Linked DNA regions of Rattus norvegicus: region 1 is linked to region 2. A link is a contact called in public Hi-C data. All regions are on one chromosome and are shown on one strand. The core of a region is the stretch at or near the end of the contact, and the rest is flanking DNA. Distances in the headings are between cores, read along the strand shown. Region 1 holds the start of Naxe (NAD(P)HX epimerase). Region 2 holds the start of Nes (nestin).

What was found. Hi-C and Micro-C count contacts between places; a contact is called where the count stands out from the background.
Region 1: a contact with region 2 is called in a Hi-C map of mammary epithelial cells, with 2.5 times the contacts expected there. The contact joins the promoter of Naxe here to the promoter of Nes in region 2. A contact is called at or near these places in 3 of 12 Hi-C or Micro-C datasets (frontal cortex, kidney and mammary epithelial cells) and 1 of 1 datasets of contacts at active chromatin or transcription factors (oligodendrocytes).

What each region holds. Positions count from the first base shown.
Region 1 is chr2:175,817,596-175,820,567 of GRCr8, reverse strand. It overlaps Naxe (NAD(P)HX epimerase), which reads left to right and starts at 1,679. Exons shown (of 6, transcript NM_001399227.1): 1 at 1,679-1,874; 2 at 1,963-2,071; 3 at 2,175-2,285; 4 at 2,369-2,482. The coding sequence starts at 1,711. Ttc24 (tetratricopeptide repeat domain 24) reads left to right here. Exons shown (of 9, transcript XM_063282716.1): 9 at 1,478-1,647. The coding sequence ends at 1,514.
Region 2 is chr2:175,735,086-175,737,929 of GRCr8, reverse strand. It overlaps Nes (nestin), which reads right to left and starts at 1,342. Exons shown (of 4, transcript NM_001308239.1): 1 at 430-1,342. The coding sequence starts at 1,215.

The sequences.
Region 1 (2,972 bases), core at 430-2,929, 82 kb before region 2:
GGTCAACATTTAATTGCATGGTCATTCTTACCGGCTGGAAAGAGAGTAGAAAATATTCGGTTTTGCTGTGCGGCCACGCAAACGTGAATATCAGGATTTGCTAGGAAAGGAGGGATGGGTTTTGAGGTGCAAATGATGGTGTGTGCCACCCATGAATGTTGTGATTGCATCAGGCCCCTAACCAACCACATTGCCTTACCCATTTATCTGATCGAGTAGTCTTATCTATGATAGGCTACAAACACATTATGGGTTTGGCAGAATTAAAATGGAATCTAGATGCAAAATCTCTGGGACTCAGCAGGGACTCAATCCATGTGACTCTCGCTTGGACTTGGAACCACTCCTCAAGGAAAACCTAAAAGGCTGCCAGGCGGCAACAAAGGGGATTGGTGCTCAGAGGCGGCCTTCCTGGAGACAGCTCTTATCGGTTGTCTCCTGAGTTCTGTGGATGGGATGTTTTTGGAATTGCTCTATAGTTACTCCCATCAGAATGAAGCCAAGCAGGATAAGTCATTATTATCTTTCTGTACCAGGATAAGTTGCAGAAGGCTGTAAGGCCAGCCTGTCACTGGGCACTGGGCAGCTCTTTTGTTTTGTTTTGTTTTGTTTTGTTTCCTCTTTGAAACAGGAATAATAGCGATGCTATGAGATGAGGTGATGGTTCATGTTAGCATCTGGCATGTTTAAGTGTTTAACATATCTATGCTAAATAAACATGTTTCACATTGTGTTTTAAAAATGAATCTTCAGAATCACTAAACTTAAATAAAGCCAGCCACAGTGGCCCAGACCCGGGATCTCAACAGGAGGGAGGATCAGGGATGTAAAGCCATCTTTGGCAACATAAGATCCAGGGCAGCCTAGGCCACAGGGAATCTGACACCTCTGGTTCCTGAGGTACCTGAGGTCATGTGCACATACCCACACTCTGAAACAATCAAGAACAAAACCAAAAGTAAACTAAATAAATATTTTCCAGAAAATGCGTAAGAAGTCTTGAGTAACTTGCAAAGGTGAAGTCACTCACATGCTAGTGAAATCAGAAAATAAAGCTAGTGAGGTCCTGGGTAAGACCATGGAACCTCGGACTCAAAGCACAACTACACGAGCAATCTAAAGTTCCTGCCACTATCGCAGCCTTACAAATTCTATACATCAAATAAGTAAAATAGACAGGGCAGAGGCCCACAAAATGACTTAGAGGGTAAGGGCACTGAGCACCAAGCTTGACAACCTGTGATTGATCCTCAGATCTTACAGTGTAGAAGAGAGACAGGACGCACAGAAATTGTCCTCTGACCTCTGTATGTGCAACAGGGCACGTGCATGCCTCCTCCCTCCAACAATTTTAAATATTAAAAACAAACAAAAGCAGGGGTAGCGGGAGGTCAAAGATATTCCCTAGAAGAGATAATAATTCTTTTATAATTAAAAAAGCTGGGCACGATACATGTGTGCAATTCCCACCTCTCAGCAAGGACGCTGAAGGCAATAGAGCTGCTTCGAGATAGAGGCCAGCCAGGACCACAGAGGGAGTGAAGCACATCTGGAACTCTGCAACGTTGGGGAAAGGTGAGAACGCAGGCCGGAACGAAGGTGCGCGGAACGTGTGATAGTCTGGGACTGGGAACCGACGGTTCCTGGCAAAAGGCGCTGGGGCGGGACGGGCCTGGGCATGCGCTGTGCAGGCGACGCTCTGTGTGTCGAATGTCCGGGCTGCGGACGCTGCTGGGGTTGGGGCTGCTAGTTGCAGGCTCGCGCCTGCCACGGATCGCAAGCCGGCAGAGTGTGTGCCGTGCAGGGCCCATTTGGTGGGGAACGCAGCACCGGAGCTCGGAGACCATGGCGAGTGCGGCGGTGAAGTACCTGAGGTACGGCCGCGCTCTCCCGCGGGGGCGGGGCGGGGCAGGCCGCGGCCCCAGCACCCCAGCGGCGGACTCAGGCCAGGACTTCCCTCAGCCAGGAGGAGGCTCAGGCCGTGGACGAGGAGCTTTTTAACGAATACCAGTTCAGCGTGGATCAACTCATGGAGCTGGCCGGGTTGAGCTGTGCCACGGCCATTGCCAAGGTACGTGGCACAACGAGAAGCCTTTGTGAGGAGCAGGTGGGGAAGTCCCGGGCGGTGGAGCACATAGCGATGACTGCCCGACCCTTTGCACTTCTGCCTTCAGGCTTATCCCCCCACGTCTATGTCCAAGAGTCCCCCGACTGTCTTGGTCATCTGTGGCCCCGGAAATAACGGAGGGGATGGGCTGGTCTGTGCGCGACACCTCAAACTTTTTGTGAGTATATGAACTGAGTTTTTGTGGCAAGGTATAAGGATTCTGGAACCGGAGATTGAATGGCTGTTTTCCTTTTCAACTAGGGTTACCAGCCAACTATCTATTACCCCAAAAGACCTAACAAACCACTCTTCACTGGGCTAGTGACTCAGTGTCAGAAAATGGACATCCCTTTCCTTGGTGAAATGCCCCCAGAGGTATGTGGGTTGATGCCTCATCTCCAGTAAGTACTGCCCCTGCCTTTCCCCTCATGTTTCAGACGAAGCAGGCCTGTTTAGTTTCTGTCCTAAAAACTGCTCTCTAAATAGAAGTGTAGATGCTTCTCCATATTGTGTGTGCGCCACGACTTTCCAACACTAGCAACTCCAGTCACTCCCATTCTGTAGCGAGACACACACACACACACACCCTGCAACGTGCATCAAACAGTATTCTGGCCCCCAGGGCCTCATCCTGAACCTTTTCTATAAATGCATGCATGCATGCATGCATAGATGGTGGGAAACCAAAACTTTTTCAAAAAACATTCTATGGATGACAATACTAACATGCAGAACTAGTCCCTCCTGGCTTCCAGTCTCAGGAAGCCTGAAACTGGCAGTCAGCCTCTCACCACTGACAGGCAGGTGCTCAGAACAGAAAGTATGCCTGGATTCAGACTGGCTCGAATGAGCTACTCTTTACTGT
Region 2 (2,844 bases), core at 93-2,592:
ACAGAGAGGGGCTGGTGGTCGGCGGTGGCTCACCCCGCCTTCCTTCACTATGGTTGCTAGGGACCTTCTGGTGCTGAGGGAGCATGTGCTGGGCACCTTCTGATTGACAACAGCAAAGGGAAGGGCGCAGGGAATCATCCTAGAGTGAAATTGCCCTTCAAAGAGTGAGGAGCTGCTACAGTGGGAATTGGCCTGTCGTCCTTTAAGCGGGCTCTGCTAAGGAGGTCTCAGAATTCCATCCGCCCATCCTGCTTGGACAGGAAAGTTTAGGGCCTGTGCTTGCTCTGGGCAGGGACTCATGAATACAGTCGCCCTTTCCTCCAGCCCCTTCCTGAAGGTCTCTTGCCATCCTAAGTACTTCCTAGGGCTTGGTCTTACGGGTCTGTGTGGGGGCGGGTAGTCGGGGAGGAAGTTGGTGACCCTCCTCACCTGGAACTTATCAGTGGCCTGCAGCCGGTCCTGCCAGCGGCCTTCCAATCTCTGTTCCAGCGCTTCTCTGCGCTCCTGGAGGCTGTCGCGATCAGCCTGCAGCTGTTGCACCTCTAAGCGACACTCCCGAGCGCCCCGCACGGCTTGGCTCAGCCGCTCGCGTGCCTGACCCAGCGAGCTTTCCATGTGAGCCACGCGCTCCTGGTAGTCACGCACCGCCCCGCGCCACACTTCGCCTAGTCGCCTGGCCAGATCCTCGACTTCGGGGGCCCGGACCGGGGATCCGTGGGGCGGTGCGGGGGGCCGGCGAGGCGCACAGGCGGCCTGGGCGTTCAGGTGTGCGCGCTCCTCCTCGTGCGCGGCTCGCAGAGCCTCTAACTCCCGCTCCAGCTCGGCCGCCTGGGTGCTCAGCCAGCCCCGCGCATTCTTCTCCGCCTCGAGTGCGCGCCGGCTGCAGGCGGCCTCCTGGACGGTCCGCTCCCGAGCAAGCCGCACCTGCTGGCACCGGCCCGCCACGCTCTCCAGCTCTTCCGCAAGGTTGTCGCGCTGCACCTCAGCCTCGAGCTTCTCCCGCCAGCGCTGATCGACGAGGATCCGCAGGGATGCCAGCTCGTCATCGGCTCGGGCTCTCCAGGAGGTGTCTCCGGACTGCGCCCGGAGTCCCCCAAGCTCGGCGCTGAGCAGCTGGTTTTGCTCTTCTAGCGTCTTGACCCGGGTCAGGTAGGCCTCCAGGCGTCGATTGAGCTCCCACATCTGAAAAGATTCTTCCCCGACGCAACCCTCCATGTCGCTGGTCTGGCCCCCGAGGGCAAGCGGACGTGGAGCACTAGAGAAGGGAGTGGCCCGTGGAGCTTTTAGGGGTTGAAAAGAAGTAGCGGCGACAGTGACCCAGCGGAAGCGGAGAACTCCAGCAGGGAGCTGGAGCGAGGGTATTCATACTCCCGCCGGCTGGGCGGAAAAGGGGCGGCCCCCCAGGCCTTAACCCTTTAGCGTTCAGTGCAACACGCAACCGGGGTTCCTGCTTCATCCGGGTGCAGAAGAGAAGAACCAAAGTGCAGCCCCTCCCTGAGGGATCCGGTCCGGTGCGGGTGATTTTCTGAGAGAATCTTGAGATACAGCCAGACACCCCGGAACACCCTATGATGCACAGAACTGGGCCTGCGGACCTCCTTTCTCTACACACTCAAATTCTCTGAGACTCGGCTTCTTATTTATAGAATGGCTTGGTGTTGGAATCCTCATGAACTGTTGGAAAAACGGACGGTGCAGTGTTTTGTGTAAAACAGTAAATATTCACACACCACCACCACCACCACCACCACCACCACCACCACCACCACCACCACCACCACCACCACCTGTCCCCAGGGAGGCAACATTGCAGAGAGACACTGCCCGAAGCAAGAAAAACCCACTGGTACTGGGTTTTCCTGAGCTCCGAAGCCCGAAGAAGGATTAAGGCCAGCCTGGGCAGTAAACACCCCCCACCCCTTTCTTCAGATGGTTGGTATCGCTATGTGAATCAGGCTGGTCTCGAAATCATAGAGATGCTCCTGCTTTAGCCTCCCTAGTGCTGGGATTAAAGGTCTGTGCCAACACCCCTGCCCAGCCAGCCCAGTTGATGTTAACAGACACAATGCACAGTTCGTACCCGCAGAGGGACGTCCTCCCCCTCCTCATCCCGCATCAGGAAAAGGAAAATGGCAAGGGACGTCATACGTTCAAGAAAGTTTTTCTCCTTTGTTGTTCGTACACTCTTGCAGTTTACTCAGTTAGAAAGCTACGCGGCTCTCAGGGGAGCCCCCTGGTGGCTAACGATGCAGTCTGGCGAAGAAAGAAATGAAGTTGTGGACTTTGTACAAGGGACCCTTAGGCTTAAATGTTTGAATGCTTGGTCCCCAGTTGGAGAACCTATTTTAGAAGGATTGGGAGGAATGGCCTTGTTGGAGGAGGTGTATCACTGGGGGTAGGCTTTGAGAGAGGTTGCAGTAGCTCCTTTCTCTGCCTTTGTGCTAGTGGATTGAGATGTGAGCTCTGAGTCGCTGCTCCAGTGCCGGTAGGCCTGCCTGTTGCCAAGCTCCCTCCCATGATGTTCAGGACCCACATAGTGAGGAGAGAACTGACTCGCACATGGCATACTGTAGCATGGTGCACCTGCGCGCGCGCGCACACACACACACACAGACTAACAACAATAACAACAGTAATAAATCTAAATTCTTTTAAATAGCTGTTTGAGTCGATAACTTGAGTGTCATCAAACCTCGTTCAGTGAGGCCAGTTTAATTCCTTTAATCCCAGCACTCAAGAGACAGAATAATGCCAATCTCTGAGTTTAAGGCCAGCCTCTACATAGCAAATGAGTTCCAGGCCAGCCAGGATTACATAGTAAGATCCTGTCTCAAACGAAAAATA